Regions from separate parts of the Mus musculus genome. Here region 2 is linked to region 1. The links are chromatin contacts, called in public ChIA-PET maps. All regions are on one chromosome and are shown on one strand. Each heading gives the region's core, a stretch centred on a gene start, on an enhancer-like site or on the middle of the called end of the contact. The rest is flanking DNA. Distances are from core to core; before and after follow the strand shown.

What was found. ChIA-PET counts read pairs in DNA pulled down with a chosen protein or histone mark.
Region 2: an RNA polymerase II ChIA-PET map of effector CD8 T cells shows a contact between it and region 1, with 36 read pairs. The contact joins the promoter of Dhx29 here to the promoter of Esm1 in region 1. A contact is called at or near these places in 2 of 39 promoter capture datasets (the 3T3-L1 cell line and hippocampal neurons), 3 of 115 datasets of contacts at active chromatin or transcription factors (the SCID.adh cell line, effector CD8 T cells and memory CD8 T cells) and 1 of 9 other capture datasets (adipose tissue).

Annotation. Positions count from the first base shown.
Region 1 is chr13:113,208,406-113,211,105 of GRCm38.p6, forward strand. Esm1 (endothelial cell-specific molecule 1) reads left to right here and starts at 1,254. Exons shown (of 3, transcript NM_023612.3): 1 at 1,254-1,738. The coding sequence starts at 1,438. The region is part of intron 2 of Gm41069 (a long non-coding RNA gene); the gene reads right to left.
Region 2 is chr13:112,926,398-112,929,097 of GRCm38.p6, forward strand. Dhx29 (DEAH (Asp-Glu-Ala-His) box polypeptide 29) reads left to right here and starts at 1,283. Exons shown (of 27, transcript NM_172594.3): 1 at 1,283-1,576. The coding sequence starts at 1,396. Mtrex (Mtr4 exosome RNA helicase) reads right to left here and starts at 983. Exons shown (of 27, transcript NM_028151.2): 1 at 833-983. The coding sequence starts at 960.

The DNA of each region.
Region 1 (2,700 bases), core at 4-2,503:
TGTGGATGCACCACAGTCAGTTTGTGACAGACAGGAGTTACCCGCTTCGCTGGGTCATTTCTTTACCAGTCGGTAGTGACTTTATCTTTTTGTTGACAAATTGGGTTGGGAGCTAAAAATGGAACACAGCATTAGTGTGAGGACTTTTCTGTCTGCTCTGACATCTAGCATCCCCTTGTTGCACAAGCCTGGCTACACAAGGTCCTGGGCCAGCCAATACTTTGAGAGGACTATTGTTTTCCTTGGTGGGGCCACACTGTGTCCCTCCATAGCATGAAGACCTTGTTTCCTGGTGGGTAATGTTTTTCCTTCCCCATGACTTGCCTTTCTGGAGCTGTGTTCCGATTTCCCTGCTGGCTCACTTGTTTCTTTGGGCTTACTGCCTTGTTTGGGAAGTTTGAAGCAAGAGCTCCGATAGATGCCAGGAGGTGAGAGGAAGGACCGGGTGGATGCAGTCATTGGACACACAGACTTGGTGATGGATGAGCCTTCTCGCCAGGGGGTTTGGGTCAGGAGCAGTCCAACTGACAAGTTTTTCCAGAACTGAGTAATTCAGTAACAATGCCGGGACAACCTTCTCTCTCTCTCTCTCTCTCTCTCTCTCTCTCTCTCTCTCTCTATTGATTAAAAAAAAATGCTAAGCTGTAGCATATCTGACTAAACACAGCAACAGCAAGGACAGACTTGAACATGGATAGCATAAATACTTTAGAGATAACAACAGAGGAGGAACTTGTGAGGAAGGAAGAAGTCTTTAAAAGGCTTCTATCCAAATATTTTCCTTCTTCTAAGTCTTGAAAAAACACAATATATAACTATTTCTTCTTCCAAATGATCTCATAGCTATTTATTGAGGAAAATGCCAAATTATTATTATTATTATTATTATTATTATTATTATTATTATTACTATTATTATCATCATCATTTACTTGATAGATGCTTCTGGCTTGATTTATGTCTATGTCAGTCTCCTCCGTGCTAAGGGACTCTGAGACAAAGCTACATCCTAAGTGTTATGTTGGTGTCAGAGCAATTCCTGTGCAGTAGGGGGCTATGCTATGCAACCTTCGTTATTCCCCCTTCTCAGATGTCCTTGAGTCTTTGAGACGGATGTGAGCAGAGTTTTTCAGCCCTCATGCAAAACAACCATCTAAACATAACAGATGACATCAGCTTGGGCTTTTCAATTCCTGGATGGCAGCAGCGTGTTAATCCAGCCTTCATCCTGGATTTCATAAACTAAAACAAGAGAGGCTGGCAAGAGCACAGCGCTGCTGCTGGGTTGAGGAAATTGATGACGGGGAAGCATGCGGGCAACACAGTGTATAAAACTCATAACCGTGTAGGCTGAAGCTCAGCTACTACTTTGGACGGCTGCTTCCCTCCAGCAAAGACCACGACGGCAGGGAGCTGAGCAGGAGCCAGCTGCGAGACATGAAGAGCCTCTTGCTGCTGACCACACTCCTGGTACCTCTGCACCTGGGCATGGCCTGGAGCGCCAAATATGCGGTGGATTGCCCGGAACATTGTGACAAAACTGAGTGCAGAAGCAGCCTGCGTTGCAAGAGGACAGTGCTGGATGACTGTGGCTGCTGCCAGGTGTGCGCCGCGGGACCTGGAGAAACCTGCTACCGTACAGTCTCAGGCATGGACGGGGTCAAGTGTGGTCCGGGGCTGAAGTGTCACTTTTACAGCGAGGAGGATGATTTTGGTGACGAGTTTGGTATCTGCAAAGGTAAAGAGCGACTCTTTGCTTCCCACCGTGCAGGGCTCCCGGAGGGTATTTAGTCAGCCTGAGGAGGTGCGTGTTCCTTCCTCTGAACAACCAGGGAGGATGCTTGGATGCAGGTGGTGTGCTTGATAGAGAGAAAAAGGATATCTGCCGGGAGGTTTGGAAAGCAGCGTGCAGAAGTCACAAGGGCTGCAGCATCCCGTTCACTGCATGCATTCAGATTTGAGAAGGGAAGTTGCAGTTGGTAGCTTGTGTGTCTTCTTTTTCTGAGAGGCTTTAGAAATCTGACAGGTAGCCTGTTACAAATGCTTAAGGTGTCTGTTCCCCTGGAAGCCAATGATTCCAGAGGTCCTCCTGAGATAACCTCTTAAAGCTGTTTCTAGCTCCCCAGATTTCACCAGCCTTTGATCTTGAAAGAGTTCACCGGGAGGAGTGCCTTACTCAGGCTCAAGTATTTCTGATGAGCACTAATGTGCTTTATGGCATAAGGTGGGCTTAAGTCAGGCAACAAAATAACTCATGCTCTTGCAAGAGGGTCCCCTGAAGTATAAAATAAGCCTAGCTTAACTTTTAAAATGTTTCTGTTAGGCAGAAAGTAGCAGATGTTGTAAGACAAGCAGAAATAATAGTAACCTAAAAGTCTGTTTTTTTTAAAAAAGGTGACTCTTTTATAGATTTAAAGAAAAGAAGTGAAATTATAATTAAGACAGAAACCAGAGCTAAATGATGCCTTGATTTGTCTGTGGAATTTATTTTCAAACCTAGTGACTAAATTAATATTTTTAAATGAATAAAAATAAAAGAAAAGGTTATTTAAAAGTCTGCATACATAGATGCTATATAATCTTATCACAATATGCTATCATGGTTAAAAAAAAAAAAAAAAAAAAAACAGCGTGCTCATTCCTGTATCCAGTTGTGTAATACAAAGAAGCTGCCGAAATCGGAAAGCCAAGTTCTGAGAA
Region 2 (2,700 bases), core at 33-2,532, 280 kb before region 1:
TTGAAACTAGGTCCTCATTCTCAAACAGAAAGCTGTCTTTTACACTGGCCATGTCCTCAGCCCTAGAGCAATGATTTTTTAAATTAATTAATTTATGACTGGATTCCAGGTAAGAAGCAGAAAGACATAGCTTTTTTTTTTTTTTAAACCAGTACTTTGCAACTACTCATGTAATAACGGACCGAATCAATCATCAAGTGTAAAACGCTAACGGAAGAGAAAACTAGTTTGACCGAGTGTCATAGGGGCACTCTGGGAATTCCAACCCTAAGGACCTGAAATAAGAGGATCTCGAGTTCGAGGGCTGCCCAACTTACATAGCGATATCCTGAATCTGACTTTATTATTATTATTATTATTATTATTATTATTATTATTATTATTAATTTATTTTGGGAAAACTACAACTTGGAGATTAAATCTCTTCCTTCGGTAGCGATTTGCCTTCGCGGTTTAAGAACCCCCTACATGTCTTCCCCCTTGGCTCATCTAGTGCCTCGCTGCTTAAAGACTATGTGAGAGGTTTTGTGGGTGACAAGCCCCGCCTCGCAAGCAAAGCCGTACCTGGCCTGCTAAGCTGGGGTTACAGCCAAAGCATGGCCTAAGGAAGCCACGCTGCGGCCGGACAGGCACGAACACCGAGACCGCCCTCCCTCCCGCAAAATCAACCTTTCCTCTCTCCCCAACGGTTTTTTTTTTTTTTCCCCTCAATCTCCTTAGCCTCTTGACTCCATTCAAACACTTTCTGTGCTCCTCGTCTGAGTCGTGTTTCCTTTACCGGCATCAAAAACAAGAAGAACGAGAAGAAAAAGAGCTCAGAGGTTTTCCTTACCCGGCCTTGTCTGCAGACCCTGGTGGCCCCTTCCATTTCTCTTTCTCTTTGTCTTTCTTGGCTCCTGCTGCAGAGGTCGAATCATCCTCGAAAACGCTGAAAAGCTCATCCCCGAAAGCATCCGCCATCTTTCGGAACTCTGAGACCGAATCTCCCTCCTACCCAAGAGGCCCCGCGACCGTACCCTACAGTGACGCCGAATGGGGGGACTCGACGGTGGCCCGGAGGAGTCAAAAGTGAGCGAGCCTTGAGCCCCGCGTGACTTTTCTCCTTTCTAGTCTGGGTCCTGCCCCTTTTCTCTTCCAACCACTGCGAGTCCGGCAGTTCAATGACTAAAAACTTAGCGACCAGTGGCGCACGACAGCAGCCATGCCGCTCGCTCCCGGGAGCCGAGAGGCGGAGTCTGAGGACACGGGCCAATTGAGCCGGAGCCCCAGCCGCGGAGCCCGGATGGAGGAGGCTGGGTGGAGGCGTGGGAGCCGGCAAACGTGAAGAGCTCTCGGGCTTCTGCTGTGCCGCAGCGGGGATCTGGATCTGGAAGACTACTCTCCTGCAGCTGAAACATGGGCGGCAAAAATAAGAAACACAAGGCGCCGGGAGCTGCGGCGATGCGGGCCGCCGTGTCTGCTTCCAGAGCCAGAAGTGCAGAGGCCGGAGCTGTTGGGGAAGCCCAGAGCAAGAAGCCGGTGGCCAGGCCGGCGCCCGCCGTCCCCACCGGCGCCCGGGAGCCCCGAGTGAAGCAAGGTAAGCCCTGACCCAGTGCCCAGCCTTCTGCCCTCAGACCCTGCTTCTTGTCCAGCAAAGACTCACAACGTGAGCTGATGAGATCCAAACTTAGACATCTTCCACACCTGAGCAGTGGGTGGGGTGGCCTTGTAGATCGGTCTAAGGGCCTTTGGCCATTAAAGTTACAAAAGTAACTCTGTTACAGCGTGGCTTCGCCTTTCTAACTCACTCTTTTTTTTTTTTCTTTCTCCTTCTAAGAACGGAGTCATGGCATCTGCTGTTGTTCAGCAGGAATCCACTCTGAGCTGTCAGAACAGCCGCTCCGCTAGTTAAGAGAGTTGTTAAGGGAAGTGCTTCTGGCTTGATGCAGCTCCATGTTCTGTCAGATCTTAATGTCTTCTTCAGCATCTATCTACATAAATATCCTTGTATGTTCCAGAAAAGTCAGTGTTTCCTAAGAATAACCACACTTTACACATTGGACACTGGATTGACTTACAGTAAAATTCTATGCTTGTCAAATCCTTGCATTTTTTTGCTTACCCTGCAGATTGATTTGATAACTTGAAGGTGATTAGTTACGGCCACTCTTTCAGCTAGTTTCAAAAACATCAAAATTATATGTTGTTTTGTTCTGTTTGATCTGTTTGCTTGCAGTAATTTTTTTCTATAACAAAAAACTTGCAAGCATATGTGCTTATTGATACATAAATACCAAGCATCTGACTGGTGATAATAAGACCGAAAAAAATGGAAACCTTCGCTCCAGAGCAGCTTAGGAATCTAATTTACTAATCACACAGACAGTCGTGCTTTATAGTTGTTAAGCTTCAGAGAGAGAGAGAGCATGCCCATGAGTGTTTAGCAGGGTGTTTTGTTTCGGTTTTTTTCCCCCCAATGGTGAGGAGTCATGAAAAGTGATAGTTGAGCTGAAATTAGAAGCTGTCTAGAAGTTAATCCTGTAAAGCATGGTAGGAATAACATTCCCAAGATCTTGAGTTAAGAAAGAGCTTGGAGGGGGCTGGAGAGATGGCTCAGTGGTTAAGAGCGCTGACTGCTCTTCCAGAGGTCCTGAGTTCAATTCCCAGCAACCACATGGTGGCTCACAACCATCTGTAATGAGACCTGATGCCATCTTCTGT